Linked DNA regions of Pan troglodytes: region 2 is linked to region 1. Evidence: chromatin contacts called from public capture Hi-C data. All regions are on one chromosome and are shown on one strand. The core of a region is the stretch at or near the end of the contact, and the rest is flanking DNA. Distances in the headings are between cores, read along the strand shown.

Region 1 (3,199 bases), core at 412-2,911:
AGTCTTTGCAACCTTAGCCCATGTCTCCCCAGATCCTATAACACTGTCTGAAATATAGTAGGTACTCGGTGAATTCCTGTTAATAAATGAATCATAGGCAAGCAGAATAGAAATGAAGGTACAGGTGTACCATCTGACATTGAATTGGAGTAGTTTTTCGAGCTGAAGGGAACCTTAGCTACCTAGGCCTCCTTGCATTTAGACTGTGCTTCACATAATCCTAAGAGTTTCTTGCCCCCTCCTCCCTCAGGTTATCAGGATGGAGCGACTAGAATAAGGGGCTGAGTTCCTTCCTGTTCCCTCTCCCAGCGCAGTTGTGCTTGCTTGTCGTTAGTCTTGACTGTAAGATTTACTTTGAACACACAGTTCTGCAGCTACAGAAATTTTGGTTTCAGGGCTAACCTCCTGAAGCCCAGGTAAGCTAGTATTTCTCATGATCACTTAGCTAATGCCTAAAGTGGAAATCCCAATTCTCAGATCAGCTGACTGATTCTTCCCTAGCTCAGGCCTTGCCAGGGCAGTCACTCTTCGAGCTGCCACTTGAGCATTCTCTTCCTCTCCTCACACTGCTGTGCCACGGACCATACCCTATGCTTTCCTGTTCCAACACACTGCTTGTTCTCACCTCCTTTCTGGGACTCCTTTCTCTGTCCAAAGTTGACATGTCCTTCAGGATCTAGGTAGGTCGGAGCTTGCCTCCTCCAGGGAGATTTCTTTCAAGTTGAAATCAGTTTTCCTCTCTGCTGAATTTCAGAAGCTTTTGCTCATTTCATTGGTGTGTTTTGTTCTCTTTGTTTAGCAACCTGTTCCCTTTTTACAGAGTAGGCCCTTCATAAATATCGGTCAGATGAACCTGATGAGCTTGAGAATAATGATGAAACTAAACACTATGAGCCAAGAGTTTGTACTGGAATACAAAATCAATTTGATGTCCTTTTGATAACACCTGGGTTGGCAAGGGATGAGGAAGCAGGCACTCCCATACATTGTCTGTGGGAATATAAATTAGTGGAACTGGTGCTAGTCTAGCAGAATTACAAGTGTACATAGCCTGTTGACCCAGCAAAATTCTGCTTCTAGGAATTAACTCTACCCACTGTAAAGTGACAGGTGTATAAACCTAGGATCAGAAGTCTTAAGTGTTTCTTTATCAATCGGGAACTGATTAAAATCATTATGGCACACTCATGTGATGGAGTTCAGTGCAATCATTAAAAGGGAGTGAGCTCTATTTGTACTGATGGAGAATCCTTTTCAAGACAACCTGGAGGGAGAAAGACAAAGAAGTATGTATAATATGCTTCCATTTGTTATATTAAAAGGGAGAAAAATAGTTTGCTTAGTTATGTATGGACTATCAAGAAGAATGCATAAGATGCCATTAATAGTGATTTCCCTTAGGACAGGAATGGGATGGAAGAGTTGAGGTCTGACAGAGATGTGTGCAGTGGATCAGGGGATAAACTCCTCTCACCAACTGTATGGTTTCTGTTGCTGCATAAGAGATCACTACATATTTAGTGGCTGGGTAATGTGACCTGATAAGTTTGATTAATTAAGGGAATGGCCTCCCATTACCTTTGCCACAGTCTGTGGCTTAGAAGCAGGTTAGCGGTTCTCCTTGCACTTAACAGGAGGGAATTACATGAGGGTGACTTATGGCAGGGAGGGGTTTACTTTAGGATGCATCTGCCATACCAGCAGTCAATGTTTAGTGCCTAAAACTTGCTCTTTAAGGATTGGAGTGACACTAGAATTGAGAGCTTAGTAACTATGAATAGGCCAGTAAGTGGGTGTGGGATTGAGTGGGGGTGGGGCTGCACCCCATGGATTGGGTCGTCTGTTAGACCTGGGGAGGTGGGGTGGGTGGGGATATTGGAGCAGAATCTCCTTCCTAGATTTGCTGAGTCTGTCTTGTTCCGGGGACCAGAGGACAGCTTGTGGAGGCTCAGGTTGGATGGTTGAATGGCCAGATCCAGATCCTACCCCTTCAGTCAGCCCCAGCTCTTACCCTGCAGCTCAGCTGGGAACCTGACTCTCTTGCTTTGTAAACAGGGAATGATCCCCTTTCACAAGACCACCATCATGTCTGGGCCTGTACTAGGAGGCTGTAGCTAGAACCTGCGTTTTTCTCAACACTATTTTTATGACCAAAGGGCAGCACCTTCTGAATGGGAGATCGTGTGACTACTGGGGATTCATATTCCTCTAATGTGCCTGTGTTTAGTGGTAACACCTCACATGCAGAATCTGGTTACCTATGCAGTTGTGAATATCCAGAAGTCAGGTAAATCACTGTCTATAGTCTTACCCAATTTAAAATTTCATGATTTGACCTTTTCTCCCTTAAATGAATGTGTTGGTGGTGATTTGGAAAAAGAAAATTAGGAAGACCTTCTGAAGGTATAGTGATCCTCAAAGTTTGTACTTGTGGCACCTTGACTCCTGGAGATTTTTGTCTCAGTCTGATTTAATCAGTGATTTTTCATTCTGTATTTAATGACTTCTGGTTTTTCTTGAGTGAGCTAATTTTAAAAAAAAGTTAAATGGTTGAGTTTCTTTCATATTACTTGCTTTTAAAAAGAAAGAAAACAGCTGCATTATTAAATTTGAGTGAAGTCCTCAGAGTCAGGACAAACGTGAAATAGTTGGGAGTGCAAGAAACCAAGAATTTGAAACTCCACCTGGTGGGGGCTTTCTGTCACTGCAGGTGAATTTAATACAAATGCAGCCCCAAATATTTTAATTCAGAGTGATTGTTGATTACTCTTAAGATTTAACTCTCTCAGCTAGGTTGTCAGGTGGCTTGTATACCACTCTTGTAGATTTGCTGTCTTTGGTAGTGTTTATGAACTATACTTCACCATGCAGAGAAGAGATGGGATTTGACTCATGGCATAAGTGAATACTTGAGTGGATGCTTTGACATGTTTACATAATTGGAGGGTGACATCATCACAATAACTCTAGGAACAAGGATTTGTTTTAAAAATCTGTCAGTGTGACCTAGGGTCACAGAGTAGTTTGCTACAAAAATCATATGTATTTAAATATATGGGTCATTAAGACTTTTTGTTGATGACTTGTGGGAAGTCTGTATATGACTATTGCTTTAGCCACTGTTCTCTGTAATTTTCTAGAAGCTACATCATTTCCTGATGAAAGAAGCCAAGTAGTCTGGGATTTCTGCATAATGTCC
Region 2 (3,027 bases), core at 222-2,721, 130 kb before region 1:
GCCTGGACCAGCAGAGAGGAGCAGCCTTCTGTGCTTTTCTTCGGCAACAATCTAGTTGCTGTCACTGCCAGTAGCCAGAGTACCTACTGAACCTCAGCAGTGTATCTGGTTTAAGGCATGGTCTTTGCCCTTAAGAGTCCTAGAGTATGTAGCAGAAACTCTTAAACTATGCACAGTGTCTAAATCGAGGTTAAGAGATCACTGATGGTGGGGTGTGGTGTCTCACGTCTGTAATCCCAACACTTTAGGAGGCCAAGGTGGGAGGATTGCTTGAGCCCAGGAGTTCAAGACCAGCCTGGGTAACACAGTGAGACCCCATCTCTACAAAAAAAAAAATTTACAAATTAGCTAGGTGTTGTGGTACATAACTGTGGACCCAACTCCTCAGGAGGCTGAGGCAGGAGGAGCACTTGGGCCCAGGAGGTTGAGGCTGCAGTGAGCTATGTTTGCACCACTGCACTCCAGCCTGGGTCACAGAGCAACAATTTGTCTTTTTTTTTTTTTTTTTAAGCTATCTCCTACAGGAAGGATGATACCTTGTCTGTTTAAAAAAAAAAATCACTGTCTGTCCAGTAATCAGGCACAGAATGTCACTGATGGCTGTGCTGCGGCCACAGTGGCCAGGCCACAGGGCAGGTGCTGAGAGGATGCACGTGGGCAGCCTTGTTGCTGCATTGGAAATGGACTCGTTTCCCCTCCCTGTATCTCTTCTGCTCACTTGTGCATTTTGTCCTCTGTAGGTTCCCAGAGATTATACCAGTGCCTGGCAGACAGCCAGTGCTTGGGGAAAATTTTCCAAATGAATGAGTGAATGAATGAATCAGTGAATGCTCTCATCCCATGTTGGAAGTATGAAGCTTGGGGTCCTTGGGGTTGAAAATGCTTCTGTATTAATAAAACTATGCCTGGAAACATTGGAACAGAAATTTAAAAGCGAAACAAAACTATACAGCCATACTCAAACCGACCCACTCTGCAGCTGCTGCCTGGTCATAGCATCTTCCCAATGAGGCCATGGGGCCAGGGGTTTCTACTGCCTTGCCACAGAGCCCGTGCTGGGGCTCAGGTGGGTGCTCAGCAGTTGCTCTGAGCCCAAGGTGGGGGCCAACATGCTCTTTGTCCTGTTTGCAGCCCCCTTGGTACCTTAATTGGCATTGGGGCACTGTCCTCATCGGCTTGGTGGCTGTCGCTGATTCCTAATGGTCCTCACGTTTGCCTGCACACAATTGCTCCACACAGGATGTAATTAAATCCTTTGAACAGCACTTAGGGACATTTGATTATGTAGAAAAACTCCATAGAAATGTAAGCTGTTGTGTGCAGCTGGTTTACCCTGCGGTTTCTGACAGTGCTCACCGTAGTGTGAAAATTACCTGAAAGGGAAGAGAAGGGAACGGAGCTGGGAGGGAGGCTGCCGGGGGTGCTGCTGTGAAGCCTCAGCCTGCCTTCCATACAGGGGCATGGCTTGGAGGGCCAGGGTGAGCCTTTGCCTGTCTGAGTGGCCCTGATTGATCCCTCGGCCCTTCCCTCCCCAGGAGCTGCCAGAGCATGACGAGCCTGTTCAGTAACACTGTGTCACCGACCCAGGACGGGACCTCCTCTCTTCCCAGGAGGCAGAGCTCGTTTGCCAAGCCCCCGCTCCGTGCCCTGTATGACCTGCTCATCGCGCCCATGGAAGGGGTAAGCACCTCCTGGGGGCACAAGGCTCCTCCGCATCAGAACACATCGCTTACCAGTCAGCGCCCACATGTATCCCTCTGACACCAAAATGGGCTCCCGAGACAACCGGAGGCTTTCCAGAACACAAGTCCGCTCTGTCCAGCTTCTCAGTGAGCATTGGAAAAATAAGGTGGAGCACAGACTTGGTTGGTTGGTAGTGGATGAGGCCTTGAGCTTTAAGTTGCAAATCTGGGTTCAAGCCCTAGCTCTGCTCCCTACAAGCCGGGTACATTCAGCCTCAGTGACCTCATGTACAAAATGAAATGATGCTCCCTTCCCAGCCTGCCCAACAGAGTGATGGTGCGGCTCAGGGAGGCGCAGGTGCACCTCTAAGCAGTTGTCAGTAGGGGCCGTGCATCAGTGTGAGGCCGAGGCTGCCCTTTCCCACCTAGCAGATGCCTCGGGGATGTGGCCGTGGCTGTGCCCTTCCCAGAGGGCTTCTTTGCACCTTGCGCCCACACCCTACTGGGAATGAATGCTTCTCCACCTCCCCACCTCTCATCCTAGAATCTTGTCTGAGCAACTTCGAGCCAGGGCTATGCTTTCTGGTGAGATGGAGTCTCAGAGAATCAATTCCCACCTCCCTCTTGCCCTCAGCCTCAGATATTGTTGGGAATCACTGACTCCACCATAGAGTCTAATGTTAAAGACACCCTTGCATAATCTGCCACAGACAGGTTTTCTGTGGTGTGTATTCACCTGCCCTGGTCTTTGCACATCACTTTTTAATTCAAACACAGCCCTCTGACTGAGCAGAGAGTGCTGGAGGGCTCAGGATCTTCGCAAATCCCAATGGTGAGCCCATCAGATGCCTTTGCGTAGACTGTTAGGAAAGCCCAGGGAGCCTGCAGCAGGCGAGCAGGCTGCTGTTAGCCAGGATGCATGGCCCCTTCTTCCCAGCAGTCTGCAGCCAGGTGGGAGATTTGTCTCACAGCTGTTGGAGTGGCCTTCAGCAGCTCTCTCTTCTGCTCCAGCCAAATGACGGAGGAGAAATGTATCCCCGGGAAACCACATCTGCACAATGATTTCTTTGTCCCCAGAAAATGCCTATACCTTTCCCTGCCTGGCCTTCCAAGGATGTGTCTTGCCTAATATTTGTCAGGAGGCTGCGCTACCTGCCAGTGCCCTCTGGATGTTCTCTGGCTTGGGGACAGGGTGTGGTGGAAAGCACAGAGCCTTTGGGAACCAGCAGAGCTGGATTTGCATCTGGCACTGCCCTTTTCTGGCTGGGTGACAATGGCAAAGCTGCTTCCCCTCCTGGAGTATCTGTTTCCTCATTAGAAAATGAGGATGGTAACACCCAATGCA

Evidence for each region. Capture Hi-C pulls out chosen DNA fragments and counts their contacts.
Region 2: a capture Hi-C map of stem cell-derived neural stem cells shows a contact between it and region 1, with 4 times the contacts expected there. The contact joins two enhancer-like sites. A contact is called at or near these places in 5 of 7 Hi-C or Micro-C datasets (blood, induced pluripotent stem cells, a lymphoblastoid cell line and 1 more) and 1 of 1 other capture datasets (stem cell-derived neural stem cells).

What each region holds. Positions count from the first base shown.
Region 1 is chr23:30,040,978-30,044,176 of NHGRI_mPanTro3-v2.0_pri, reverse strand. All of the region lies in intron 7 of PITPNB (phosphatidylinositol transfer protein beta), which reads left to right. Among named protein-coding and RNA genes, the nearest start is that of PITPNB, 31 kb to the left of the region's middle. Within about 2 kb of position 1,661, at least 2 of the 24 cell types and tissues checked have an H3K27ac peak or open chromatin away from gene starts, as enhancers often do. A contact at or near this core is called in stem cell-derived neural stem cells, where this site is marked.
Region 2 is chr23:30,168,430-30,171,456 of NHGRI_mPanTro3-v2.0_pri, reverse strand. It overlaps TTC28 (tetratricopeptide repeat domain 28), which reads left to right. Exons shown (of 22, transcript XM_009438072.5): 14 at 1,536-1,680. Among named protein-coding and RNA genes, the nearest start is that of PITPNB, 96 kb to the right of the region's middle. Within about 2 kb of position 1,471, at least 4 of the 24 cell types and tissues checked have an H3K27ac peak or open chromatin away from gene starts, as enhancers often do. A contact at or near this core is called in stem cell-derived neural stem cells, where this site is marked.